Regions from separate parts of the Mus musculus genome. Here all the other regions are linked to region 4. The links are chromatin contacts, called in public capture Hi-C and promoter capture Hi-C maps. All regions are on one chromosome and are shown on one strand. The core of a region is the stretch at or near the end of the contact, and the rest is flanking DNA. Distances in the headings are between cores, read along the strand shown.

Region 1 (7,452 bases), core at 1,220-3,719, 370 kb after region 4:
CCATCCTGCTACCTGACCACATTAACTGCAGAAGATGTGCCCCCTTCTCAGTGCCCAGTGCAGCATAAGCCCCTCCCCACTGACTGTCCAACTAGCCTGCCTCTCTCCCACCTCCCTACAGTCTGTGGTGGAACTTTGCAGATATGCTTGCACTAAACATGTGGGTGAGAAGCTACAGAGAGATCACGTTGGTGGGTTTATAAAAACACACCAGTTGCCTCCAGCCACTGAGTTCTTTGTCTCTCCCCCAGACTTTGGCCACCCATCCCCACATAGTTCTGGCCTTCAACTCCATGGCAGGGCCAAATGATGCCTCCTTTAGCCTTCCCAAGTCCCTGCACACCCAGCTCTGGGTGTCTCTGTTTCCAGGAGGCCAGGCATGTGGAGATGCCCCATTCCACCCCCCTGCCACCCCCCGCCCCCAACTTCAAACCTCACAGCTATATTCCAGCAAGCCCACAGGCATGTGACCGGGACAGCTACTTCTCCTTTAGGTCGACTTCCTCACTGAAAGTGCCCTGGTCCTTCCACCCGGTCAGACTCAATATCAGAGCAAATGACAGCATTGTCCGGCTAGTCCTGGTCTGGCCTAGAAGTCCTGCTCTTGTTCCCCCTTAGTCTCTTGTGATGGCTACTGAACTTGAACCCTTACATGTTCCCCCCACCTTCCCCACTTACACACTATCTGGCTGACTCCATGATCCTCTGGCGTCCCTCACTTTAACAAGCCAGCTTCATTACTACCAACTCCACCCAGGCCATGTCCCCTGGACATTCTGGGTTGAGTCCTTGTTCCTTCCTAGACAGTAAGAGCTACACAGATTTGAAGATGTCTGCCACAAACCTAGAAAAAAGATGCCACTCTCACAGAGAGCCTGAGGCAGTCACTTGCCTAGAGTGTTCAGTATGGGGCTGGGATTCAACGTTGGGAAGCCTAGCTCCAGAATTCATACCCATGACCTCAGTTTGCCTGTCCCTAAGGGCACCTGGTAAAGTGGCTGGGGCAAGTTCAGTACTCATCCATAACGCCTTGTGATTAGTCCACTGAACACACAGAGAAACAGGCTAAGATAGCCTACCTGTCAAAGCCAAGTCTATGTGATGTCCCCTCAGTTGGCCCTTAAAGACCTAAAGACCCATGTTCTGTGCTGCCCACAGGAACCAGCGGGATGGGCAGGTACCACGGCAAGTTCTCCTTTGACACCTTCTCCAACCAGCGTGCCTGTCTGCTGCGCAGCCCGGGAATGGAGAAAATCAATGACTTGCGCTACCCACCCTACTCCAGTCGCAACCTCAGGGTGTTGTTGGTGGCCATGGAGGAGAGGTGCTGCAGCTGCACCCTGCTGTAAGCAGGGGTTTTGGGGTACAGGAGCCTGCCTGGGGCACAGCTTCAGAGAAGTGGCCTGCCAGGGCCAAGGCCACAGAGCAGTCTGCTCAGCCCTTCTTGGTGGAGCCCTCTGCCTCCTGGGGCTCCCCTTTTTGGACCTTTGAATAAGATAGGCTGAGGGTAGGAAGGCAGGAAGGGATGCAGTGACCATAGAATCTTCGAGAAAACAGAGCACTTCTGAACTACCCACCCTCTCGTGGATAGTGTTGCAAGGGAGCAGTGATAATCGGCACAGGTCATACTCTGTGACCAGGCCTGTCTGGGTCTTCTCACTCTCAGTTTTCTATCTGCACAATGGAAATAAAACAGCCTTAACAAAACAGCCTATCGTCGTGGAAGTATTAAACTAGGAGGGCTGACTCCAAGCTACAGGTGTCTTGTCTTTTTTGGAGTGGAGGTGCTGCCTCCGTGATAAGTCCAAGACCTTTCCCCAGCTACAACTCACCCCTCACCTCACAAGTTTACTCAGCCGTAAAACATTCCACCAGTCTGAGCTCCATGCTCCAAGGGATGGCGCTTCCAGCCACTCACCTGCTAAAACTCAAAATTTTTGACATCCTGTCTCTACACATGGCCTGGTTTTTGACTAAGTCAACATGTCCTTCCTGGCCTTCCAGATTCTACACCGCCAGCTTAGACACTACTTCCTGAAGGAAGCATTTCTGATCACTCCATACAAGGCATGCAGATTGCCTCATGGTTCTCTAGTCCTAGGGGCAGACTTGACAAAAGTCCTGCTACCCGCGGCCGTTACAAGGACCAGTGGTTAAAGCGCTTGTACGCTGTCGCCATCTTTGCAGTATTCAAATGAGCCCTACCCCTCCCGCCTCCCCGGACTGTAGCAGCGTCCCAAACCGAGGTCAGGAAGTCCCGCCTTCAGGATCTCGGAAGTCAGGCGCATTAACCTCTCTGATACAACATGGCAGCTCCCTACAAAACTTCAAGCATCTGCTCCCATCAGCCAATTAGAGAAAAATATAGTCCTGGGCCCGCCTCCTACAGGACCCTAGGCCAATCAGACCAAAGAAGGAAAGGGCACTATGGAAAAAGGCGTGAGAAGCTCGCCCAATGGCAGCATCCTGAGCTTAGGCTCCGCCTTCCGGTTGAACCGCATCTGGGCCAGGGAAGGAGCCGCAGCACTTCAAGGTGGGTGGCCAGGGCAAGGCGGCGAAGACAGGGTCTGGGTGACGCAACGACAGGGTTGAACGGGGTGTCACCGCTGACCTTATGAAGTCTGGGATCTAGCGCTTCGGCTCGGGACCCGCGGCTTGTGCGTCCTTCCCGAGCTGCGGACCGGAAAGCCTGCACCCTCAGGCGCATGCGCTGCCTCGCCGGCTGCCTTCTGCGTTCATAGGGTCAGAGGTCAAGGGGAAGGTCTGAGAGAAAGTGGTAGGTTGGATCCAGGATTGCTTGGGGTCAAGAATTGGCCGACCCCTACAGGTCAAAGGTCACAAGAGGGCGCTAGAGCGTTGGTGATCTGCCAGACTCTTGGTCAAAATCCCCTTGTTTGCATACATCCCTAATTTTCGGGACCCCTCTTCCTACATTGTAATCCAGAAACTGAGGCCAGGGGACATCATTTGCCCAAGGTCACTCTGCAGGTTGGGGAGAGTTCCAGGAGCCCCTTGGGTTGAGGAGAGGAACTTGACCCTGGTAATTATTTAAATCTTTAAGGGTTTTCTGCAGGTATCTCCTGGATTCCTGTCCTGGTTCCAATGACATTGGGTAATTTGGGAGCAATCACTTAACATGACAGGATGACAGGGTCTATGACATTTGACATGAAGCCTGGCTCAGAGTTATCAGGACCCACTAGGAGGACCCACCAGAAGAACCATCCAGGCTCCTGAATACACTGGTGGTGGTCAGGGAGCCTTGGTGTGAGCGGAGGATGAGGAGTGGACATGGGGAAATGGATTAAATAGGTTGCTTAGGAACTGCAGAAATAGAAGGAACTTGGGGTGCCCAGGAACTGTGAGTCAGCAGAGTGAGGTCAGATTGAGGGTTAGGGGTGCTGGTCTTGAGTGGGATTGTGAGTGAATGGGGCGTAAGGTAGAGGTTCAGAGGAGGGCAGTTTTAGACCCTTCTCTTCCCTTCTCCATGTTCCAGATGTATCGCCTGAGCTCATCAATGCTGCCACGGGCCTTGGCCCAGGCCATGCGCACAGGTAGGGCTAGAGGCCTTTCCTGGGGGTGGGGGAGCAGAGCTTCCTGGTGTGAAATCACCTCTCTCCTTGCAGGACATCTTAATGGACAAAGCCTTCATAGCAGCGCAGTGGCGGCAACGTACAGTGAGTAGCCAATATTCTGACTTGAGCTTTTCTGACCGTCGTCACACCCAAGGCCCGGGAAATTGCTTTGCTAGGGACCCTCTGTGAGCTCTAGTTTCCACTCTGAAAATGAAGGTAGCGATCAAGAGAGACTGTGACTCAGTCACTGTAGTACCATCAAAGGCGGGAGGCATGTGACAGGAAAGAGCTGCTAGGTTATCAGGACCCACTAGGAGGACCTAGGTCCCTCACTCCCTGAACTTGAAAAGCTTTGCCTGGGTGCGCTTCCAAAGCCAGCTTCCATTAACCTCCCTCCCTGACCTCCTGCAGAGTATGTGAATAAGAAGGAACAGGAGTCTGAGGTGGACATGAAGTCCGCAACTGACAATGCAGCTCGGATTCTGATGTGGACAGAACTCATCCGAGGTGGGTACCAGTGAAGAGGGGAGAGGGGAGAGTCAGGCGTGGACGGCCGGAGAGGAGAGCATCCTCTTACCAGCTCTGTACTACTCCCAGGACTGGGCATGACCCTAAGTTACCTCTTTCGAGAGCCTGCCACCATCAACTACCCCTTTGAGAAGGGCCCACTGAGTCCGCGCTTCCGTGGGGAGCATGCACTGCGCCGCTACCCATCTGGAGAGGAGCGTTGCATTGCCTGCAAACTCTGTGAGGCCATCTGTCCTGCACAGGTGAGTCTGCCTTCTAACTACTAGGCCCTAAATCTGATCTGACCCCTACCTTGATACACTCCCCCGGGAAAGACCCTTCTTTTTTCTTTTTTTTTTTGGTTTTTCGAGACAGGGTTTCTCTGTGTAGCCTTGGCTGTCCTGGCACTCACTCTGTAGACCAGGCTGGCCTCAAACTCAGAAATCCGACTGCCTCTGCCACCCAAGTGCTGGGATTAAAGGTATATACTACCACCACTCCTGGCTCTTTTTTCTTTTGAGACAGAGTCTCACTATGTAGCACCAGCTGAAACTCATTGTGTAGACTAAGCTGGTCTTGAGCTCACAGATCTGTCTACCTCTGCCTCTGGAGTACTAAGATAAAAGTATGCACTGCCACAGACACCTGACATTGTCCTTTTCTCGCTTGGCCTAACCCTGACCCTGTGTGGGGGACAGTGAGTCCTTAATGTCAAGTGCTGAGTCAGGAAGCCGGCTGGGGGGCGGCTCCATCCCAAGCAGGCCACGTGGAGTACTCATATCCTACCCTGGGAGTCAATAATCATGTGACATTTGAGCCTAGAGGCCATGGCGTGGTTTCAGGAGCCCTGTCTGTGTGGCCATTCTGTGTTCAAGCTGAGGATGTGCAACAGGAGTGGCTGCTCCCCAGAGCTTAGCTGCTCCCCAGAGCCTGGCTTTCAGTTATGCTGGTGGGTGCTGCACAGAATGCCGGAGGCTGGGACTATTTGGAAACAGGAAAATGCAGTGATGGCTTTGTTGTGTCTAACATGAGCTCCAGCAGCTGCAGCCGTGAGACCTGCCCAGGGACACTACCTAGCCCGCCATGCGTAACTCCAGCTCCTAGCTGTGCCTCAGCAGCTCAGTGATGTCTGGCATGGCTCCTAGGTGGTGTGCACTCTGCACAGACAGGCTAGGCTCCTTCCCCATATTCTCCCTATAACGGTAAGAGTAGCCAGGAGAGATTTTCTTCCCACTGTTATAAACACAAAAGGCTGTGTGCCTTTGCTGGACATGGTGGTGCATACCTTTAATCCAGGCCAACCAGAACTGCAGAGTTCAAGCTACACAGAGAAACTCTGTCTCGAAAGAAAGAAAGATGTATGCCTCCTGAGGCTCTACTGTGAGTAGCAAACTTGCCACTAGGGAGTATCAAGTTCCTTAAAGGTCCTCCTGGCCTGTAGTTTCCAGGCCATCCCTTCTTACCCTTAGCTGGCATATAGCTGTCCCCTCAGAAACTGATAGTTAAGAATATACCTTAAAATTCGGTCTGTGTCCCTCATTGCTATGTGAATTCAGGAAATCTTTCAATCTCTCTTAAGTTTCTCCAACAAATGGGGATCGTTAGCAAAGTTGTTCAACATGACAGTAATTGGGTACTTACTATCCAGGGGCCCTCTTAGGGCCACACCTTTTCAGGGAGCAGAGCAGATCATAATCTTTTCCTTGTGGGACAGGAGGGTCACCTGGCAGAGACTAATGGGGCCACGTGAGCGGTGGCTCCTTTGGAGGGCTGAGGAAACCAGGCATCCATGCAGACTTCCAGGGGTCAGTTTGAACTGTGATGGGCAGATTCAGGAGGGGTCTGCCATTATGACAGTGACCTGTGGCCACTCCTTCAGGCCATCACCATTGAGGCTGAGCCAAGAGCCGATGGCAGCCGCCGAACGACACGCTATGACATCGACATGACCAAGTGTATCTACTGTGGTTTCTGCCAGGAAGCCTGCCCTGTTGATGCCATTGTGGAGGTGAGCGGGCTGGGTGAAGTGGCTCGCACTGAGGCTCCTGAGAAGGGTTCGCCCTGCTCACTGTCCACCTTCCCACAGGGCCCCAACTTCGAGTTCTCCACCGAGACACACGAGGAGTTGCTGTACAACAAGGAGAAGCTACTCAACAATGGAGACAAGTGGGAGGCCGAGATCGCTGCCAACATCCAGGCTGACTACCTGTACCGGTGACCAGACCACTGGTGACCTTGGCCACCTGGCTCAGCCTTGTGGCCCCTTTAGCCCATAAAGAAACTATGATCCCACAGCTACCTGTTGTGTTGTTCCATTTCTAGGGCAGAATCTACCCCACGCAGCCAGGGGCATCTGGTTTGCTCCAGCCAGACCAGGTGTGCATGGCCTGCTGCATCGCTCTCTCAGTGGGTTCCAGCCACTCACCTGCCCCAAAGTCTAGCAAATGCAGAACCCAGCCATCCTCTATGGTGCACAGGCCTACCAGGCCTCTTTGTGATCGGCAATACTACCCAGAACCGTATCACACATCTGGGCTTTTTCCCACAGCCTGGCAGTGCAGGTCACCAGGGGCCTGTTGTCCCCATTGGTGTTGGGTGTCTGAGAGGTGAGGTCCAGGTCTTCTGTTTTCTTGGCTGTCCATCGCTACAGTTTGGACTTGGATCCTTTCCAGGCTCTGCTTGAGTCCATCAAGAGCCTCAGGAGGAGGCTGAGTAGGAAGGAGGCTGAGTAAATGAGTTATTCTTATCCTGAGATTGCACAGAAAAGCTTAGTGTGGCCACATGTCTGTGACCCTCTGCTGGAGGATGGAGTCAAGTGGATCCCAGAGTCCCTGGCTAGCCAAACTTAATCAAAATGGCAAGTTTCAGGTTCAGTGAGAGAGACTGGCTCAAAAACTGAGTGCAACAGGTGGCCAACTGAGGAAAATTCCTGCTGCTCACCTCAGGCCTCCATGGGTGCCTGCACGGGGAGTGTAGCCGCACACTTGCACCCAACATCCCTAAGGTCAGGGTGTCCTTTGGGGAACAGGAAGCTTGCTAGGGGGTGACAGTCACAAGGGAATGACATAGGTCCTGCTGCCTCTGAGCTGGCCTTGCCTCTGGCTACTACATCCCCTTTGCCCACTAAGTTCTCTGACTCCTCCCAAGTGTGGGTGTTATACTTGTTACCGTTTCAGACACCGCCCTCACCTCTACCCCGACCCTGTGTGGGCACACACACATTGTGTGTGTGGGGGGGGGGACGGGACTGCTGCTAGCTTGGTTCTCCTATTCTTATGTACACTTCTACTGTATTCACAACTACAGCTTTATGGCCCGTCTGTTGTCTGTTCCCCCACAGTGAAGAGCACTGGCTTGTGCCCCCTGGTAC
Region 2 (6,903 bases), core at 2,163-4,662, 350 kb after region 4:
AATCTGCCTCCCTCTGCCTCCCAAGTGCTGGGATTAAAGGCATGAGACATCACTGCCTGGTGAATATATTTCTTAATAATTCATTTTTAATATTCTATGTTCTTTTACTATGCTTAACGGTCAAAGAATATTTTGTATGTTTTGAAACAATTTAGTATTCAACATTATAGTATCCTCAGTTATGGATAGTGTTAAATATTCATTAATGATATTTTTAGGGTATAAAAGGATATGAATATAAAAGTTGAACAAATTTTTATGTATTATTTGATTCTCAAAATACTCAATATTATTAATATAACATTATTAATAATATTATTAATTGATTATAAAATGCATTTAAATAATAAAAAATTAAGAAAAAAAGAAAAATTAAAAAAAACAACAAAAAAAGAATAGTCCAGCCTGGATTCAGTCCCCAGTACCACATAGACTTGGGCATAGAGTTACATGCCTGTGTCACAGCACTGGGGAACTTAAGTCAAGAAAAGGAAAAGTTCAAGGTCTCATGTCCCAAGCCAGTCATGTGTGTGTTTGATGCCCCTGGAAACCAGAGGAGGTGTTGGATTCCTTGAAACTGGAATTACAGCTGGTTATGACCCACCATGTAGGTGCTGGGAATTTAAATTGGGTCCTTCAAGGCCATTCTGGGACATAGGAGATCCTGTCTGTCAGTAAATAAAGTCAATACATGACCCACACAGGGTTAGTGCCACAACCCAGCGGTAAAGCGCTTGCCAAGAGTGCATAGTATCCTAGGTCCACTCACCGACACTTAAGGAGGAAAAAGTTAAAAACAAACAAACAACAAACAAACAAGAACAAAAAACAAGGAAACTAAACCAGGCATGCACAGCTAGTAGGTGTGCAGGATACAGGACCCTTTGAGAAAGGGTCACGGTGACTGACTTTCAGCTAAATCCTTTTTTTGTTTTGTTTTGTTTTGTTTTGTTTTGTTTTGTTTTGTTTTTTCGAGACAGGGTTTCTCTGTGTAGCCCTGGCTGTCCTGGAACTCACTCTGTAGACCAGGCTGGCCTCAAACTCAGAAATCCGCCTGCCTCTGCCTCCCAAGTGCTGGGATTAAAGGTGTGCGCCACTACCACCACCCGGCAACTTTCAGCTAAATCTTAAACCTACAGGCTACGCCCTTCAACTCTGTGAGGAAAGATTGCTTCATGTCTAAAGTAAGAGCAGCTACCCTGGCTGTGTGATGGAACAAAATAAGACTTTACTCTGCATTAGAGGTGATACATTTTAAGAGGTATAAAGCCAGCCAGCGTGATAACACAGCCGGTAGTCCCAGCACCCAGGAGGCTGAACTAGAAGAATCCTGAGAGTCAGCTGAGGCTCCTGGGTGAGAGCCTGTGTGCAGGTTAGTTGATGGTCAACTTGACACACAAACTGGAGTCACTTGGGAAGAATGAATCTCTGCTGAGTCAATGCCCCCAACAGATTAGCCTGTAAGGAAGCAAGCCTATGATGAATTTTCTAGATTGCTTCTGGATGGGGGGCGGGGGGACCACTTAGGTGGTGCCACCTCTGGGGTGGTAGACCTGGGTTCTATACGAAAGCAGGCTGAGCAAGCCAGTAAGCAGCATTCCTCCATGGCTTCTGCATCCACTCCTGCCTCCAAGTTCCTACCTGGTTGAGTTCCTGCCCTGACTTCCCTGGATGATGGACTATCATGTGAAATAAACCCTTCCTCCCCAATCTACCCATTTCAGGAGTCTCATCAGGCTGGGGAACATTTCTGCAATGGCCTGGAGGTTGAACCATATGTGCCCTAGAGCTCCAGCCTGACCAACCTGAGCCTCTGCAGCTAAGACCTTTTCTGTGAGACCTTTTTTTTTTCAACATAGTCATGGCTCACTGGGCTGAGAACCTGGGCTGTGCTGGGGGTTTCAAGGCTGTAGCCCAGGAAGTCACAGTTTGTCTGGTAGGATGCCAGAGTCCCCATGAAACCAAATGTGCAGATGGGGGGAGGGGGGATGGGGGATCTCTTGGTTCCTCCTCTATAGCTGGGATTTCCCCTTTTCCTTCTCACTCTTCCAAACAAGCAAGGCCTCTCTGCAGTTCGCCTCAGTCCAAAATAGGAGGGCAGCAGGTGGCCTTATGATCCAACAGTCTCTGTACCCCACAAAGTCGGGGGGGGGCGCGGAAACAGAAGTTTGGCACCTGATGAGCACAGGTGTGTAGAGCAGGGCAGCGATAGGCGTCACGTTGATACCCATCAGCATCTTGCTATCGATGTCCGGCAGCCCCATGTTGCCATACTTCACCTCTCTGTAGGTCTCATCATAGTGCAGGATCAGTTGCATCTGCAGGAGGCCTGGGGACAGGGAGCATCGTAGAGAGCTCTAATCAGTCTGGCTCAGAACAACTAAACAAGCTCACGGCAAGGCTGGCAGGGCGCCGAGTCACCTAAGCGACCCTTTCCTGTATTCATCAGGACCAGGATAAGAACAAGACTCCCGTTCCCAGCCTCCCGCACCGAGTCTCTGGCTGGGTTGGGGGCACACTGGCTTGTGGCACACCCCGCCTCCCAGTCCCAAGTGCACGCCACAGCAACAGCAGATGTGACCCGGGAAGTGAAAGGGGAAGGAGGCCAGCTAGCCGCAAGGTTTCTCTTTCCAAGCTCGGGAGTGGAGGGGGAGGGGAAGCAGAGGGCTAGCAGGGTTAGTGTGTCCTCCCTACCCAGGTAGACGCCGTAAGTAAGGGTGACACCCGTGCTGGCCGCCAGCACGTTCTTGACCACTCCGAGGCGCTTGCGGCGGTAGTAGCGGCGCTCTTCCTCCTCCTCATTGTAGTTGGGGTACGCACCCACGAGTTCGTCCAACTGCGGGCCAATCACTAATCACATGTTGGCTCCCCGGTCGGACTCCAGACCCTATCCCGGCTTCCAGGAACTCAGGTTTCCCATCCAGGGTCCTAGTCCCCATCCCAGGGCCCCCGCACCCCACTCGGGGTGTCAGTCCACAATTCTGGATCTCTGTCCCCCTGACCCGGAGTCCTGGTCTCTTCTCTAAATCCCTGCTCCCCACTCCGGGTTCCAGCTTTCCACTCAGAGCCCCATCCCCTATTCCAGAGTGTGTTCCTACTCTGAGACCCTGGTCCCCAGTCTGGAGCCCCGCCCCTCATCCTAGGGTACAGGGGGCCTCCCATCCCAGGGACCTTCCCCCCCCCCCCCCGGGTGCCCCGCGGGGCAGTCGGTCCGGTGTCCCATTGTGTTTCCCTGCCCTGCTCACGGGAGCCTCTGGCCCATCAGGAACTCCGTGCCGGTCTTCATCCCCTTGAGGACCCGCGGCCCCGGCCACAGGGTAGAGCGGAGGCTCCACCTCCATGACCAGATCCAGATCAAGGGCTTGCAGTTCTGGGCACCAGCAGCTGGTTGGGACTTCCTTCATCAAAGACCGCCCTGTCTAGTAGGCCCCACCCCGTCTAGTGTGGGCCGCCTCCTCCTAATACTGTCCATGGTGTGTGTGTGTGCGCGCGGTATGTGTGTGTGGTATATATGTGGTGCATGTGTGTGCATGCGTGTGTGATTTTTGTTTATGTGTGTGTGGTGTATGTGTGTGCAGTCTGTAGTGTGGTGTGTGTGTGTGTGTGTGTGTGGTTTTTATGTGCTGTGGTTTATTTGTGTGTGGTGTATATAATTTTTTGTTTGTTTGTTTTTTTGAGACAGGGTTTCTCTGTATAGCCCTGGCTGTCCTGGAGCTCACTTTGTAGACCAGGCTGGCCTCGAACTCAGAAATCCGTCTGCCTCTGCCTCCCGAGTGCTGGGATTAAAGGCGTGCGCCACCACTCCCGGCTGTACGGTGTATATAGTATGTGAATGTGATGTGTGTGGTGTATGTGTATGTGTGTGCAATGTGTGTAGTGTGGTTTGTGTGTGTATGTGTGTTGTGTGCTTGTTTTATGTGTGTGTACAGTGTGTATGTATGGTGTATGTAGTATGTGTGTGGTGTACGTGTATGTATGCAGTCTGTAATGTGTGGTTAGTGTGTGTATGTGGTATGGTTTGTCTGTGTGGCATGTCTGTATATGTTTTTGGTTTGTGTGTGACTTTTGTATGTGTGGTGAAGCAGAAGGTGGGCTTTTGTTGGCTCTATGAAGGGAGCAAAGGCGGAATGTAGTGCAGTTGGTCAGGTGCTTCCTGTCATGAGCAGAGTCCTGGGGTGATCCTGGGGTGGTCATGGCTGTGCACACCTGTAAGTCCAGCATACAAGAAGTGGAGAAAAGAGACCTGGTATTCAAAGAGTCATCTTGCTACATCTCAAGTTTGAAATTTGAAGTGAATACATGAGATACTGTCTCAAAAATAAAAGTGAAAGAACAGAGAGAGGGTGGTGCCATCATCTGGGGCATGGAAGACACAGGACAGGAGGGACACAGTGGACACTAGGAAGCTCTGAAGCTGTGTGGCTGCAGAGTGGACACCAGTGTTTACAGTCTCATGTGGTAGCCGTGGTGAGCCTGTGGCTGAGTGATCATATTGTTGGGAATGGCAGTAGACTTTGAGACCCCGAGAGGATGCAATCCTATAGGATAGAGGGGTCAGGTGAGGCGTAATGAGAAGAGAGCAGCTGGAATAGGGAGGGGTGTACCACAGGGAGTGGGCTCAGTGGGCACTGAGTGGAAAGGGCAAGGTGGTATGTGTGTGTGGGTATGTGTGGGTATGTGTGGGTGTGTGTGAGTGTGTGTGAGATGTGTCTGTGTGTGTGTGATGTACCTATGTGTGTGTGTGATGTACCTATGTGTGTGGTGTGCCTGTGTGTGTGTGTGTGTGTGTGATGTGACTGTGTGTGTGGTGTGTGTCTGATGTGTCTATGAGTGTGTATATGTCTCTGTGTGTGATGTGTCTATGTGTGTGTGTGCGCGCTTGATATGTAGTGTATGTGGTATGTATTTGTGTGTAATGTATGTGTGTGTGATGTGTGTATGTATGTGTGATATGTGTATTGTGTATATGTATGTATATGTATGTTTATTTTACATGTAACATTTGTGGTATGTATGGTATATGTGTATAGTGTATTGTGTGCATGGTGTGTAGTGTGTTTGTGTGTGTGATATGTGAGGTTTGCGATATGTGAATGCTCTGACAGAGGCTGAGAGGAAGCACCCAAAAGAAGCCCCACCCCTCTCAGGAATGCACCCTTCAATCACATTGGCTGAGGTCTCTGTGTACCAGAGCAGAGGCCAGTATCATGTCCTTAATATCTGTGCCCTTTTCCCAGTCAGCCACTGATTTAAGAACAGAAATTGGGGCCAAAGACATGGCTCAACTAGTAGAAATGCTTTCTGCTTAATTTGACTGCCCGAGTTCAATCCTAGAGCACTGCATAGTGGAAGAAGAGAGCGATTTCTGTGGGCTGTCTTCTGACCTCCATAGCATGAGGTGGCATTTGTACACACATGTACATACATAAACTTAGGTGGACTGTAAAAAATGTGTCAGGTGAGGGAGGTCCCCTGGGTAGACATCTACTATGATTTGCAGAGCAGAGAACTTGACAAGGCTTCTATCTCTGCCACCTCTAGTTAGACCATGACAATTTGAGGTGAGACCCCAGTACTGAGCAGTATAACCCACACACTTTCCCAATGCCTTCTCTACAATAATGTTTCATGCTTTGGGGTTTTTTTTATTGGTTTGGTTTAGTTTTTCGAGGCAGGGTTTCTCTGTGTAGCCCTGGCTGTCCTAGAACTCACTCTGTAGACCAGGCTGGCATTGAACTCAGAAATCCGCCTGCCTCTGCCTCCCAAGTGTGGTGATGAAAGGCGTGCACCACCAACACCCTGCTGCATTTCATGTTTTTAAATTCTTAGAACAGTAATCAATATCCCTCACAGGAAGAAAAAGCGGAAATGGTCCGTGGCAGCTCATACCTGCGAGCCCCGACTCCCATCCTGGGGGCTGTTCTAGCTCCTTTCCTCCTGTGATCACACAGCTGAGAGAAGAAAGGGGTTTATTCAGCTTATAATTCCAGGTCCTGTCCATCACTGAGTGAAAAAAAAGGCAGGATCGAGACAGGAACTTGAGGGCAAGGTTTCTCATGGCACCCTTCTGACCAAGGGAACCACTTCACAGCTAAAGAAATACAGCAGAGCTGGGCGGTGGTGGCGCACACCTTTAATCCCAGCACTCAGGAGGCAGAGGCAGGCGGATTTCTGAGTTCGAGGCCAGCCTGGTTTACAAAGTGAGCTCCAGGACAGCCAGGGCTACACAGAGAAACCCTGTCTCAAAAAACAAAAACAAACAAACAAACAAACAAAAAAAAACACAAAAAAAGAAATACAGCAGAGACCATGGGGGATTGTTGAGGTTGGTCTGTTGCTATACCATAATGCTAAATTCTATACTGAAGGTCTAGGTCCACAAGTGAATTCTCACAGTTACCAGCTTTTGTTGTGCAAATCTTGTTCCTTAAGTTAAAACTTCTGGTTAAATTAAGCCATAAAAATGGCTACAGCCACTGTCCTGGACACCATTGGCGAGCAGCAGCCATGTCCCTGCACTTCCCCATGGCCACGGGCTTCAACAAGGCCCACACACCAGCCAACCAAGGTCCAGATGGATCCGTGGGAGCCTCACCAAGCACACCAAACTCTTGCGTGACATGATCCAGGAAGTGTGTGGATTCGCGCCCTACATCATGGAGTTGCCCAAGATGTCCAAGGAAGTGTGCGCAAGTGCATTCAAGTTCATCTAGAAGAGGGTGGGCACACACATCTGCGCCAAGAGGAAGCGAGAGGAACTGAGCAGTGTGCTGGTAACTGTGAGGAAGGTAGCAGCCAGGAAGTACTGATGAACCAAGCCTCCCCCAATGATTGATCTAGTACCAAAGAAGAAAAAAAAGGAAAGAAAAGAAGAGAAAATGGCTGCAGCCAACTACTAGAGGG
Region 3 (6,640 bases), core at 2,434-4,933, 310 kb after region 4:
TAAAGACTGTTCAGGTTTCTCTTTCTCTCTCTCTCATCTCTCTCTCCATGTGTTTCTGGCCAGCCTCTTCCTTTCTTTCTCCTTTCAGTTTCTGTCCTCTGTCCCCTTTCTTTCTCTACTCACTTCCCCAGACTCCATTCCCATGTCCCAAATAAACTTCATTTCATACTACACCCAGCTAATACCTGCAAAGGGGGGAGGAGCTTCAGCATGGCACCCCTCCCTCTGTATCATGTCAATGCATTACAAAATATATCAGTTGGGACCTGCTCTCAGCCCTGAGAGGGACAGGAACAGCACCTCACTCAATACCCTTGAGGTTCTACCCCATTGACACTTATATCCTCCCTGAACATCAGCAGCCAACATCCTAATTAAAGACATCCAGACACACATCTCTGCAGGCAGCGCTTCTCTGTGGAGAAAGCTACTCTCACAACAGTTCCACCACCACCCACCCCACCACACACCCCTCAACCCTGGCATTGAACAGAATTTTAAAACAGTGCCCCTGTGGACAGAACTCTTAGGACAGAGACTGTTCTTAAGAACAAGAGGTTAAATTGAGCAGCCACTGCAGGCTGATCTCAGGGGTTGTCCCAGCTGAGAAATGTGGGGAGACAGGAGAGTGCAGACTTGCTCTCCTCCCCATGACAGAGCAGATGATTTCCCTACTGAGGCCTCCACATTTAGGTCCCCCTCCCCTGGGGCCTGCAGGGATGTCCCTGAGCAGACTCACCTCCTGTCAGGCCTGCATGGGGACACGAGCCCTCGTTCCTTACAGTCAGAACTAGGGGAGTCCCCACCTAGACCCCTAGCCAGGAAGACCAGGGGCTATTCCCTGCAGGGACTCCCTGGAGGACCTGGGCCTGGCTGGGGCTACTTGGTTCCCTAGTCCCTGGACAACTGGAACAACTGGCCTAGACTGTATGCCCTAGAGCTCCTTCTGGGGTGCCATGTCACCATGTCACCAGCCCTCACAGTGCCCCTGCCCAGGCTCCATGAGCTCCTGGTCACATTGCCTGTGGTTCTAACAGTGTCCATCCTTCCTACTGTCTCCCTGGGACTGAAGCTGGGATGTAGTAAGGTCCCTGGGGCTCCTTAATGTGGGACAACCTATTCCACTCCGCTCTGTTATAATCTGTAGGGTTACTGTTGTGCACGCTGACTGTCACTGACTAACATGTCAGTTACATAGCACGAGTCTGTAATTATACAGGATCAGCAGCATCGGCATCTCTGGAGGCAGGCCAGAGAGCTGTCATGTCATGCAGGCTCTAACTGCAGTGAAGACACAGGGACACTGCACTGTGGATGTGGAGCAGCGGGGCAAAGGCTTCGGGGTGCAGAGTGTGAGAAATGGGGTATAGCAGGGACAGTTGTCTTGATGGGACCTGCTTCATGGGGAGCCGGGGTGGATACACACCACATGCAACGGGGAACAAGGCTGGAAGGAAGGCAGAACTGGCATTTAGAAAGAGGGGTGGCATGTCTCATCTTATCTAAGCCTTGTAATACATATCATTACTCCATAATAAGGATGAGAAAGTGAAGCTCAAAGAGTCCAGCTGATTTTCCCAGTTTGCTTTGACTGTCAATCTGACACAGCCTAAGGTCACTTGAGAAGGGAGTCACAAAGGAGCGATTGCCCAGACCAGATTTGCCTGTGTGAAATTGTCTTGATTGTTAGTGGATACAGAAGGGCCTAGCCCACTGTGGGTGGCACCATTCCCTAGATAGGTGGTCCTGGCCTGTGTAAGAAAGCTTGCTGAGAATAAGCCTGTGTGCTAATCAGAAAGCAGAGCCCTCTGTGGTTTCTGTTGTATTTCCTTGGCTTTGAGTTAGCACCAACATTGACTTCCCTCAGTGATGGTCTCTGATCTGTAAGCTGACATCAGTCCTTACACCTGCCTCACATCAAGCAAAAGCAGCTGGGCATGAAAGCTGGGAAGCTGAGTCCAGACCTCACTCCTTGAGCTGCTCTAGTCACTGCAACCAAGGGGGATCCCTGTCTCTGCCAACAGCGGCTTCCCAGCTTTCATGCCCAGCTGCTTTTGCTTGATGTGAGGCAGGTGTGTGGAAGTGGTGATGGGAACAGGATCTCACTGCACAGTCTTAGCTGGCCAGGTACTCTTTCTGTAACTTTCAACTTGAAGCAGTCCCCCTGCTTCTGGGTATGGAGGTGACATGTGTGCCACCATGCTGAGCTTCTAGGCACATGGTTTTTATCCTTTCCTCTATGCTTTTCAGTTGCTTCCAGATTTTCCAAGAGAATGTAATGTTTCCAGAGCCACAGTGAGCAACACTATTTTTTTAATGACACTGCATCACACTATGTGGCTCTGGCTGGCTTGGCACACTCCATGTACACCAGGCTGGCCTCAGACTCACAGAGCGCCACCTACCTCTGCCTTGGAGTGCTGGGGTCATCACACTCGGCATGGGGGTGGGATGATGATGGGATCTTGTGTAGCCTTGAATTTGTTATCTATCAAAGGATGACCTAGAACCCTTGACCCTCATGCTTTCACTCCTACCTCCCAAGTGCTGAGATTATAGACATGTGCAGTTACACTCAGTTATTCAGTCCTGGGGGATCAGAAACAGAGCCTCATGCACTCTAGGCAAGCCTTCTGTCATCCACAACGCCCCTGTTTTCTCACTACGCAGTCTAGGCTGTCCTTGAACTCATGCTTCTCCTACCTCAACATCTAGAGAGCTGAGATGACAGGCAAAAACCACTGAGCCCCACTGGTAACATAGCTTTTTAAACCTAAAACTGGATTGGGTGTGGTAATGCTCACCAGCATTCCAGAGGCAGAGGCAAACAGATCTCTGTGAGTTTGGGGCCAGCCTGGTCTACACAGTTAATTCCAGAACCCCCAGGGCTACACAGTGAGACCCTGACTCAAACAGACAGGTAGGCAGACAGACAGACAGACAAACTTCTCAGCTCTGATCTTGCCTCCCAAGAGGTCCCCTCCTTTCTGATCCTGGTGGCAGCTCTAATGTCCCTTGCCAGGTCTCCATCTGCTTGTGCGGCTGCCACCTTAGCATCATGGAGCTTCTCCAGACAGGATGAGGTCTGCCCCTCGTCCTGAGACTCTTGGGTGTTTCTTATATGTAACAGGAACGTGAGGCTCAGAAGAAGCAGGCAGATGATTGTGTACCTGTGACCTAGGCCTCCGGTCCTGTTGTAGAGTTGTAATGACCTAGGCTGTCCTGTTGTAATGACATAGGCTCACTGCTGGTCTCAAACCCTCAGCTCCTAGCCCTGCCCCTCACCCGTGACTCCGTATCCCAACACATCTGTATTCCCAACACATCCGTCCCCCACCCAGGGCCTTTTTTTTTGTACTGAGGCCCCTTTGCCACCAGTTCCAGAGGCCCCACCTACCCCTGAGAGGGCTCCGAGCCTGTCTCTGCAGCAGACATTCTGGCTCCAGATGTGCAGCAACTCTTGTAGCCAGGCTCTCAATTGCCTCTGCCGATCCTTCTAGGTGGGGTCACACTGCCTTGCCCTATCTGGCAGTGCAGCGCCTGGTCTTGAAGCTCTAACAGGTGGTGGGTGGGGCAGCTGTCTCCTAAACTCCACGCCTTCCCTCCCTCATTGCCTCCTGGGCACAGCTCTAGGGAACCGGAATGGCAGGCTGTACGGGCTTCTCTGTGCGTCTGAATGTTCTGGAGAAGCTGAAAGGAGTCAGCTAGTGAGGAGAAAAGTCATGGGGGTGAAAGGTGAAGACAAACCTCGTCAGTTTCCTGACATCGATACCACCTCCTCCAGGAAGCCTCCTGGGGCTAAATCATCTCCTCTCTCTCTCTCTCTCTCTCTCTCTCTCTCTCTCTCTCACACACACACACACACACACACACACACACACACACACACAATGACAGTGTTCCTGTCTAGAGCAAAAAGGTTTGGGACTTTTATTTCCACTCTCCTGTGACTAAATGACACACATGGAGTAGGGAAAAGGGCACTGGCAGTTGTGGAGGAGACTTTGCAGGCAGGGGGATTGCTTCAATGGGGGAAATTATTTATTTCCTATTTACATGTGAGATCTAGTCAAATTATTTAACCTCTTTGAGCTTAATGTCATAAATGTGTGTGTGCGTGTGTGTGTGTGTGTGCACATGTGTGTGGTTTTCTACCATGTATCTGTGCACCACATGTATGCCTGATAACCCACAGAGGTCAGAGAGGGCATCAGATCCCCTGGAAGTAGTGTCATAGATAGTGTGACATGCCATGTGGGTGCTGGGAACTGAATGGAGGTTCTGAGGAAGAGCAGCCAGTGCTGTTAACCACCAAGCAATCTCCCAGCCCTTTAGTATCATGATTTCTGAGACACTCTCTTGGGAGTGAGAAGACAGCTCACAGCTTCTGGCTGTGTGTCTGGGGCTGCGGCACTGGAGGCTCCCAGTGTTTCTGTACCTCACCGAGTACCTCCTAGGGTCTAAGAAGCAGGAGACAGAGCCCTGCCACTGTCCCTCACTGGTGACCAGACCCTATGCCCCACCCCTCCCTGACCCAGGCATCAAACACACACCCAGTTCAGGGTTGAAGAGAGGGTGTCTTTGCCAGTGGGTGTCTGGCATAACCTCTCCTTGTGGTTGGAGCTCAGCCATTAGGAGCCACAGCACAGTACAAAGCTCTGGCCCACGAATCTTTGCTAGTGTCAGAGCTCAGTGTCCATGGGCCCAGGAAGGGAGCACAGTAGGAACGGGGGCAGGGACACAGGATGGCTTACACGGGGTGGCCTTCCCGAGAGCATCAGGTGGGTCCCAAAGATGACTTCCCACCCTCAGTTGCAAAGCTACACTGTGTGTGGGCTACAGGCTGTGTGAAACCTAACTCACTAGTGATACATTTTAAAGAAAACTAAACCAGAGAGGACCCCACACAGTCATGACCCTGAGAGCAATGGGCAGAGTGTGAAATCAAACCACTAGGGAGCTTCCTGTACCCTGCTCTGTCCTATGCCAGGCTGAGGAGACAAATATCCCAAAGTGGCTGAGACAGCAGAGCTGTGTTCTCTCATAACACTGAAGACACAAATCCATAACCAAGCTGAGTGTGGTATCTCACACCTGTAGTTCCAGTTCTTGGGAAGCTCAGGCAGGAGGATTGCCATGAGTTCCAGAACAGCCAAGATTACATACCAAGACCTTGCCTCAGAGAGGAAAAAAAACAAAAACAAAAACAAAAACAGAAACAAAAACAAAATATGCTGAGGCCTGTCCCCTGAGCCTGTGGGGGAGGAGCCACCTGCCTCTTCCAGCTCCGGGTGTCTGGTTTGTAGTCTCACCTCTCCAGTCTCCTCCTGTGTTTACATAACCTTTGTCTTAAGACACATCACCCCATATCACCTTTCTCCTTTCTCCTGGCCTCACACACACTTGACAAAATACAACTGAACTACATCCTCACCCTCTGCTTCTCTCTGAGGATGACACCTGTGACTGAAGTGAGCATTGAATGGATTGCCAGGATCTTGGCAAGATCCTTAACTTCATCAGATGTTGAAGCTGACTGAATCCTCTGACCATGAGCTGCAAGAGAATCCTTCCCTCTTGAACTTGTCCGTATCAGGACATTTAATAGAAGTCACAGGAAAGCAACTAATGAACACACTTCAGACAGGCAGATTCCACCAAATAATCTGATCTGGGTCCATGGTCATGTCACTTCAGGTGGGACAAAGCCACCCTCCAGGTGTGGATGGAGTTGTGAGCAACTGCTCTGTCTTTTGGGATCCTGTTACGATCTGACAAAGTAAGTCCCCCTTAGTCACTAGATCTGCCCAAACTTATTGAGGGGGCTTCTCTGTCTAAGCAGAAGGTTGGAAGGCTGCTGAGGGTGCTATGCTATGAGAAGGGGCTGGACCAGCCATCTACATGTCATGCCTGGCTACAGGTAGCTCAGAAAAAATTCCAGAAATGGGGTGTTCACAGGCTGGACTAGGCACTCGCCTTTCAGGAACCACTGGGGACTTGGAAGCAGATGAAAGCTTAAATAGGTTGGGGCAGGGCAGCAGGAGAGAGGAGTCGGTGTGGTGTTTACAGAAGGGTGCAGCTCTCAGAGCCGATAGCCCATCTTAGCAGCTGCTGCCTACGGGGACTATAGGGCGGGTAACGGAGGCCATTAAGCTTCTCCATCCCAGGGCAGCTCAGCAGACAGGCACGCTGGTTGGAGAAGGTGTCAAAGGAGAACTTGCCGTGGTACCTGCCCATCCCACTCGATCCTGTGGGCAGCATAGGACATAGGGTTAGGCCTTCAGTGGACAGTTGAGACGATATCGCACAGACCTAGCTCTGACAGGGAGGCTATCTGAGCCTCTGTTTCCTCAGTGGGGTAAATAAAGAACTGTGTGCAAAATGCTGAGCCCTGAGCCAGCCCCAGCAGCAGCTAACCAGGTGTTGGTGCAGAGTAAGCAGACAGTGACTGATGGGTTATATTCTGAACCCAGGCTGCTGAGGTGGGGGTGGGGGACGGATCCCAGCTCTGTCCTGAATAGCAGTGCCACCTTGAGTAAGTGACTTTGCCTCTGTCTTCTGTGATGGTGGCATCCTCCTTCTAGGGCTGTGCTACAAATTAAGTGAATCTTCAGACTCAACAGAGTTCCCACTGTCTAGG
Region 4 (7,473 bases), core at 868-3,367:
CCTCAGACTCACTGTGTAGCTAAGGATGGCCTTGAACTCCTCGCCCTTCTGCCCCCACTTCCCAAGTGCTGGAATTACAGGGGTTTGCTACCATGTCTAGCTAGGTCTCAAGTTTTAGGGCAGGCTGCAGTCATTAGAACTGGCTCTAAAACAAATAGCTGGTCACTGCAAGAAGTGGGGAGATAGGACCATTGCTTCTGTCCAGGAAAGATGTTCTTGTAATTGGTGATTGTGAAGGAAGAGGTGAAAGACGCCAGAGAGGAAAAAATGGAACAGTGTAGTAAGCCAGGCCACACTGAGGGAGCGTGTGAGGGAGGCCATGTTGTTGGTCAAGAGGTAAGGTGGAGCTGAACATGGCAGAGCACACATTTAATCCCAGCACTTTTGTGAGTTTGGGTCTAGTCTGGTCCTCAGAGAGAGAGTTCCTGGACAGTCTGGGCTAGTTAGTGAGACCCTGTCTCAAAAGACAAAACAACAAAAAAGAGGTGATGATAGCTCAGAGCACAGCTGGCCTGGAAGGAAGAGAGAAAGGCGTTTGGACTTGGCTTCTGACACCCTAATATGGCAGCATGGAATACCTAAGACCAGAGGTGTCCTGGAAGTGATATCAGATGGGAGTGGACAAGCTGTCAGCTAGGAGAGGGAGGTCCATGTGGAAAGAAGGGTCGATGTCAGAGCAGTAAAGACTGGCGGAGAGATGCTCAAGACTGCAGCAAGTCCTAGGCCGTCCAGGGCCAGGGTGACGATGCTGAGGAGGAAGTCTCTGACAGAAGCAGAGACCAGCAGGACCTAACTGCAGAGCTCTGGACCTTTAGAAGCTCAGGGCCTTGAGTTCCTCCCAAAGTCCAGACATCGTAGATGACCTGACCACAGCACACACGGTGGGTAGCCTAGATCCCGGACTGCTATAAACCACCCGATCGCAGGGAGAAAGGTGGCAATCAGGCTGAAGAGATGAGGACATCCTTGGGCAGGAAGGGAACCTCAGTTAGATGGCCTTTCTCCATCACACTAAGTTTAACAGATAGGGAGGTGGAGCCATCCGATGAAGGTGTTTGCTGCCAAACCTGACAACCTGAGTTAAAGGATGGGAGAGAACCAACTCTCAAAAGTTGGTTTTTCACCTCCACACTCATGAGCACCCCCACACAAAAATGAATGTAAGATTTAAAAATAGAGAAACAGACCAGAGTCAGTTTTGGAAAGTCTGGTTTACCCCCTCGCCACCCAGCAAGACCAGGATCAGAGAACCCATGGTAGGACTGAAGATAACCAAGGGTCCCAACTAAGCTGGCTGGCTGCTTGAACCCTAGATCCTGTGTGAGTGGAAGTGCCAGCCTTGTTTCGAAATTCTCCTTCCTTCCCTGTTGGCAGTAAAATGCAGCCTCTGCAAAATGGACTCCTGTGGTGGTAGCGTGCACCCTGGCCGATCACCCAGCCAGGAAGCTGAGCTTATGTCCCCCAACCCCAACAATATTCCTGTTCCTGATTCCTTGCTGTCTTCCAGGCATCAAGGCCAGACAGATCCTCGGGAAAGAAAGCTTTGACTGGTCAGCATTAGGGGTTGCTGCGGGGTGCCCATCTCCAGAAGCTAAGCGCCTGTGCTGGCAGGGATGAGGTCAAGATTTCCCATCCCACCCGCCTATAAAAGACAAGTCGGTGCTGATGGAACTCAGGAGTGGGCTAGACAGAAGGACACATTGTCAGCGGGGGTGGGGGGGGGTGGGGGCGGGGGGGGCTGCAAGAACAACAGACCCTGGCCCAATCCCAGTGCCACCGAGCCTACCCCACTCCCCTTCCGTTCCCTCCTCCCTCACCTTTCTGACCACTAAGAGATTTGCCCAGGGCCTGGGGCGCCCCCTGCGGGCACGGGTGGAGCTGCAGCTATGCCCCGCCCTCCGGAACAACCCCACCGACCATGGCGCTTCAAAATGAAGTTCCGGCTGTTCCTGGGGCGCATGTGGTTGCCCTGGAGACTGGACAGCACCCCACACACACTCCGCCCGCCCCCAGCGCGCAGGCCTGCAGTGGTTGCCGTAGCTACGGGAGGCGAGGGTGTGCGAAGCCCGACGCCACGCCCTAACTCCATGTAGCCCCGCCCCCAGATCCCCGCCCCGCCCTCCCTGCCGCCTTCGCTCTTGCTGCGGCGGCTTCTAGCAGGGGTCCGCGGGGCTGCAGCGGGTGCGGCTGAGGTGCGGCTCAGAGCGGAGGAGCAGGGGACGTGCCAGGCGCAGGCCAAGAAGGGCTGGGCCTTTCGCTCGGGATGCGGTGCTGAAGCCCAGCATGGCCGGCCTGGGCCCCACCTTCCCGCTGCACCGGCTAGTCTGGGCGAACCGGCACCGCGAACTGGAGGCCGCACTGCACAGCCGCAAGGTGAGGCCCTGAAGGGGATCCGATTCGGTTGGTTTCCTCCCCAAGCCCCGGTGCCAAAGTACGGAATCTACTCCGCAGCTCACCGCCCCTGCTGTGCTCCGCAGCTGCATCCTGACTCCTTAGGTCCAGCTCTTTCCAAATCCCTGGTCACCTGCCCTCGAGCTTGAGCATTTGTTTAGCGCATCTCCCTTGGTTGGGCCTTGCTCTGCTATCTGCCCCCTTCGTATTGCGTTAAGCTCAGGATTCACCCTCATCACCTCTGAGCTAGAATGAGGACAAGAACCGTGTTCTAGCCCTCAAGCTGGTCTAAACTCTCAGCATCCCTAGCCTGAATCTGTCTTGCTAGACTCCACCACCAGGCCCTCAACTCTGGATAGCAGAGGGCAGAAGAAATGAGCAGTTCCTTCCCACTGGCCCTTACTGTCCCCTTTACCCCGACACTTTCCAGTCCACATAGGCCACACTCTTATCTTCTCACTGACCTGGTTACCCATAGTAACTCCAGCCCTTTTCAATCCAGTGACCTCCTTGCTTTGGCCCTCTCTTGCCTTGTATTGAGTGACCCATCTCCCTTAGCACGACATTGAGCAGGAGGACCCCCAAGGGCGAACCCCCCTGGAGCTTGCTGTGACCTTGGGGAACTTGGAGTCTGTGAGAGTCCTCCTCCGACATAATGCCAACGTGGGCAAAGAGAGCCACCAGGGCTGGGCAGGTACTGTGCAGGGCAGAGGGTCCTCCCTTGAGACTAGCTTCCAGGTTGGTGAATGGGGGGCAGGGGGAGTAAGTAACCGTGCCTGGGGGCGCTAAGAGGGCTACCCCAGCAGTTGCTCATCTCCAGTCCTGCAGGAGGCAGTCAGCACTGGAGACCCTGAGATGGTACAGTTGGTACTCCAGTATCGGGACTTCCAGAGGGCCACACAGAGGTTGGCTGGCATTCCAGAACTGCTCAACAAACTCCGTCAGGTATTACCATAGAGTAAAGAAGTGGGGTATAACAGGCGCTCCGTCTTCCTGTGATAAGCCTGGCCTTGGAGGAGTATCTAGGTTGTGCGAGACGCTTTCCCACCATCTGTGTCTCAACCTCTGCCAAGGGTCATGTAAGAAATATGGGATCCCAGGCCCATGCAGATGAGACTGGGTCTTTTGCAAGGAAGACATTCACCAGCACTAAGGGTCCCTGATACCAGGAATCTCTTGGATAGAATGGTAGGCCTTGGGTCACCTAGAGAATGTAAATTTCCAGAAAGGTGACTGGGTAGAGATGGCCTGGACCCTGGAGTGCCTAGTCCTGTGCATCCGAAGCACACAAAGGACAGAGGCACAGTTGTGCTCCTCACATGTGGGAAGGTCTGGAAGGATCATTGTGTTCTCTTTACAGATAAAGGACTCAGACACAGAAAAGACAGAGGACCTCGTAGGGCCCCACAGTGGGCTATGGCCCATGTCAAAACTAGCTCTAGGCCCCCAATGCTTATAACTTTTATATGTGTAGATCATTTTAGGGCCTACTTGGGCTCTCTCCTTGGCATGGTTTGTTTGGAGTGGGAGTATAGCTGGGCCACAGCAGTGCATCAGAATTTGTGGGCTCCCAAAGAGTAGTTGTGAGGCCCAAGGCCTACTTGGCTGTGGCACCAGGCCATGGCTCCTAACAGGCAGCTCTGGTTTTTCTTAGGCCCCTGATTTCTACGTGGAAATGAAATGGGAGTTCACTAGCTGGGGTGAGTGGGGCTCAGTTGACCGCAGAGACTTGGAGTGGGCCATTTGGGGGGAGATTCCCAATGACTCTGAGACTTCTTTCAGTACCTCTTGTGTCCAAGATGTGCCCGAGCGATGTGTACCGTGTGTGGAAGCGGGGTGAGAGTCTGCGGGTGGACACTAGTCTCTTGGGCTTTGAGCACATGACCTGGCAGCGTGGCCGAAGGAGCTTCATCTTCAGGGGTCAGGGTGAGCTGTCTGTCACCTCAGATTCCCTGGTGGCTTTTAAGCATGTGTCCTTCTCTCTCTGTGCTCTCTGAACGTGGAGACCGAAGCTGAGGGTGGAGGGGATCCAGGGCCTGGGGGTTTATCTACTTAGCAACAGTTGGCTGAGGAGAGCTCACTGGTAGGACCTGGCACTAATATGGCCTCCTCCTGTGACACCCCTGCGGCTGACAGAGGCGGGAGCCTTGGTGATGGAAGTGGATCATGACCGGCAGGTGGTGCACACAGAGACCCTAGCTCCAGCTCTGCATGAACCAGAAGCGCTGCTGGCTGCCATGCGGCCTAGTGAGGAGCACGTGGCCAGTCGGCTCACCTCTCCTATTGTCTCCACCCACCTGGACACTCGCAATGTAGCCTTTGAGAGGTCAGTTGGGGCCTGGTACTATGGGTGGGGAAGGAGGAGAGATAAGAAGACACTTTTTTTTTTTTTTAAAGTTACGGACAGTCTCACTGTGTAGCCCAGGCTGGTCTTGAACCAGAGACCCTCCTGCTTCAAATCCTGAGTACCTTTATAAGTATGTGTCATCGTGCTCAGTGTAAACCACCATTGATAAAAGCACTGCCCACAGGGTCCCTGACACCCATGGGAGGCTGACCCTGCATCACTAGAGGCTGATTAGGTTGAGGAGCAGGGGTTCTATGGCTCCTATTAACATATGTGCCATCCCAACATTTTTTTTTTCGAGACAGGGTTTCTCTGTGTAGCCCTGGCTGTCCTGGAACTCACTCTGTAGACCAGGCTGGCCTTGAACTCAGAAATCTGCCTGCCTCTGCCTCCCAAGTGCTGGGACTAAAGGCGTGCGCCACCGCACCCGGCTAAATTTTTTATTTACTTATTGTACTTATTCACTTTACATCCTGCTCACTGCCCCCTCCCAATCATCCCCTCCCACAACCCTTACCCCCCTCATCCCACAACAACTTTTTAAAAATTTATTGTTTCAAGAAGTAACCATTTAGCTGCAGTCTCCCTTCAGCCAGGCCTACATATCCAATGATCTCCCTATTTGGAATTTGCAAATCTGTTGCTGTTTGGGTATTGATTTCACTTTAGGATGTTCTCAAGGTTCATCCGAACTGTCACTGTAGCTGGTAACTCCTCATTTGTTTTTATAGCTGAGTGCATTGTGTGGACATACCATAATTATATGAGGGGTGTGCCTGCCTGGATCTATGTGTACTATGTGCCTGCAGTGCCCAAGGGGACCAGAAGAGGGCATCAGAGTCCTTGGAACTGGAGAAATAGATGCTTGTAAGCAACCATGTAGGTCCAGGGAATTGACACCAGTCCCTTGCAAAAGCAGAGGTAGATGCTCTTGCCTTCTGAGCCATCTCTCCAGTCCTCACAGTTATTCTATATTTATTTATATAATTCCATCTTTTAGGTTATTTCTGCTGTTTGCCTATTAGGAATAATCATACTATGTACTTTTATATAATTTTGTGTGAGCATGTGCCTTCATTTCTCCTGGATGCATCCCTAGCCTTTGAATGGAACTGCTGGATCATGTAATAACTCAGTATTTTTTGTTTGGTGAAATGCCTTACCAACGGGCAAGGATCATCTTACCTACTCCCAGCAATGTATGATGGTTCCAGTTCCTCTACACTCTCACCAGTGCTCCAGTGTGGTCATTCTCTGATTTCTGTATTCCAGCTAGGCTTGGTGATAGGATGTGACACCTCATTGTGGTTTTGATTGGCATCTCTCTAATGACTAATGATGTTGACCATTTTTTTGTTTTGTTTTGTTTTCTGAGACAGGGTTTCTCTGTGTAGCCCTGGCTGTCCTGGAACTCACTCTGTAGACCAGCTGGCCTTGAACTCAGAAATTCGCCCGCCTCTGCCTCCCGAGTGCTGGGGTTAAAGGCGTGAGCCACCACGCCTGGCAGGATCTTTTTTTTTTTTTTTTTTTTGGTTTTTCGAGACAGGGTTTCTCTGTGTAGCCCTGGCTGTCCTGGAACTCACTCTGTAGACCAGGCTGTCCTGGAACTCAGAAATCCGCCTGCCTCTGCCTCCCGAGTGCTGGGGTTAAAGGCGGATCTTATTCTTAATACCAAGCTGACCTCAAACTTGGAACCATCCTTAGTCTGTCTCCTGAGTGCTGGGCTTACAGGCATGACTGCCATACATAGCAGTTTATATTCTCTAAGAAATTGATCATGTGATGTGCAATTACTGTTGGCATTTCTGTAAGTCATCTTTTAGTGTTTTTTTCTTTGTTTTGTTGTTGTTTGTTTAAGAGACAGGTTTTTACTTGGCTAGCCTGGAGCTTACTATGTAGATAAGATTGGTCTAGAACTCACAGAGATCCACTTGCCTCTGCCTCCCTCCTAAATGCTGGGATTAAAGGTGTGAGCCACCTCACCACGCCTGGCTTCCTTCAGTGTCTTAATGACTGTTTTGTAATAATTTTTGTAATTTTTTAAAAAATTTATCAGTGTGTGTATGTATGTGTGGAGAGAGAGAGAGAGAGAGAGAGAGAGAGAGAGAGAGAGAGAGAGAGAGAGAGAGAGAGAGATGGAAAGAGATGCACACAGACATTCCATGTTACATATATGGAATCTGGAGGGCAACCTTTGGGATTTGGTTCTCTTTCTCTTTTTTAAGATTTATTTATTTTATGTATATGAGTACTGTAGCTGTCCTCAGACACACCAGAAGAGGGCATTGGATTCCATTACAGATGGTTGTGAGCCACCATGTGGGGTTGCTGAGATTTGAACTCAGGAAGAGCAGTCAGTGCTCTTAATCATTGAGCCATCTCTTCAGCCCTTGGTTCTCTTCTTGAGCCATTTTCTCAGCTCTTTTTTCCCCCTCCTTCCTCTGTGTAGTCCTGGATATCCTCAAACTTATTCTATAGACCAGGCTGGCCCCCAGCTCAGAGCTCTGCCTGTGCTTGCCTCCTGAGTGCTGGGATCAAAGGCATCCACCACCACCATCTAGCTAGTCCATGAACTTTTAGAAATTAGATTTATACGCTTTATTTTATGTAAGAACATTTTGTTTGCGTGTTATGTTGCACACACCAATGTATGTTCCTAGTATCCTTGAAGGTCAGAAGAGGGTGTTGGGTCCCCTGGAACTAGAATCAAGTATGGTTGTAAACCACCATGTGGG

What was found. Promoter capture Hi-C pulls out the DNA fragments that hold promoters and counts their contacts. Capture Hi-C pulls out chosen DNA fragments and counts their contacts.
Region 1: a contact with region 4 is called in a promoter capture Hi-C map of neural stem cells. A contact is called at or near these places in 2 of 39 promoter capture datasets (neural stem cells and pre-B cells), 6 of 130 datasets of targeted methods (the SCID.adh cell line, embryonic stem cells, memory CD8 T cells and 1 more) and 3 of 9 other capture datasets (adipose tissue, liver and pancreatic islet).
Region 2: a capture Hi-C map of embryonic stem cells shows a contact between it and region 4, with 3 times the contacts expected there. A contact is called at or near these places in 2 of 130 datasets of targeted methods (double positive thymocytes and pancreatic cancer cells) and 3 of 9 other capture datasets (adipose tissue, embryonic stem cells and liver).
Region 3: a contact with region 4 is called in a promoter capture Hi-C map of adipose tissue. A contact is called at or near these places in 1 of 39 promoter capture datasets (embryonic stem cells) and 1 of 9 other capture datasets (adipose tissue).

The regions. Positions count from the first base shown.
Region 1 is chr19:3,907,791-3,915,242 of GRCm38.p6, reverse strand. Ndufs8 (NADH:ubiquinone oxidoreductase core subunit S8) reads left to right here and starts at 2,469. Exons shown (of 7, transcript NM_001271443.1): 1 at 2,469-2,533; 2 at 3,497-3,554; 3 at 3,627-3,677; 4 at 3,987-4,082; 5 at 4,173-4,345; 6 at 5,962-6,090; 7 at 6,169-6,380. The coding sequence starts at 3,497. The coding sequence ends at 6,300. It overlaps Aldh3b1 (aldehyde dehydrogenase 3 family, member B1), which reads left to right. Exons shown (of 10, transcript NM_026316.3): 10 at 1,159-1,752. The coding sequence ends at 1,349.
Region 2 is chr19:3,931,695-3,938,597 of GRCm38.p6, reverse strand. Unc93b1 (unc-93 homolog B1, TLR signaling regulator) reads right to left here and starts at 3,412. Exons shown (of 11, transcript NM_019449.2): 1 at 3,246-3,412; 2 at 2,695-2,836; 3 at 2,176-2,329. The coding sequence starts at 3,404.
Region 3 is chr19:3,969,371-3,976,010 of GRCm38.p6, reverse strand. Aldh3b2 (aldehyde dehydrogenase 3 family, member B2) reads right to left here and starts at 3,683. Exons shown (of 10, transcript NM_001177438.1): 1 at 3,398-3,683. The coding sequence starts at 3,435. It overlaps Aldh3b3 (aldehyde dehydrogenase 3 family, member B3), which reads right to left. Exons shown (of 10, transcript NM_028545.2): 10 at 5,573-6,248. The coding sequence ends at 6,064.
Region 4 is chr19:4,277,781-4,285,253 of GRCm38.p6, reverse strand. Ankrd13d (ankyrin repeat domain 13 family, member D) reads left to right here and starts at 2,117. Exons shown (of 15, transcript NM_026720.2): 1 at 2,117-2,373; 2 at 2,950-3,085; 3 at 3,212-3,336; 4 at 4,046-4,091; 5 at 4,174-4,317; 6 at 4,528-4,717. The coding sequence starts at 2,284.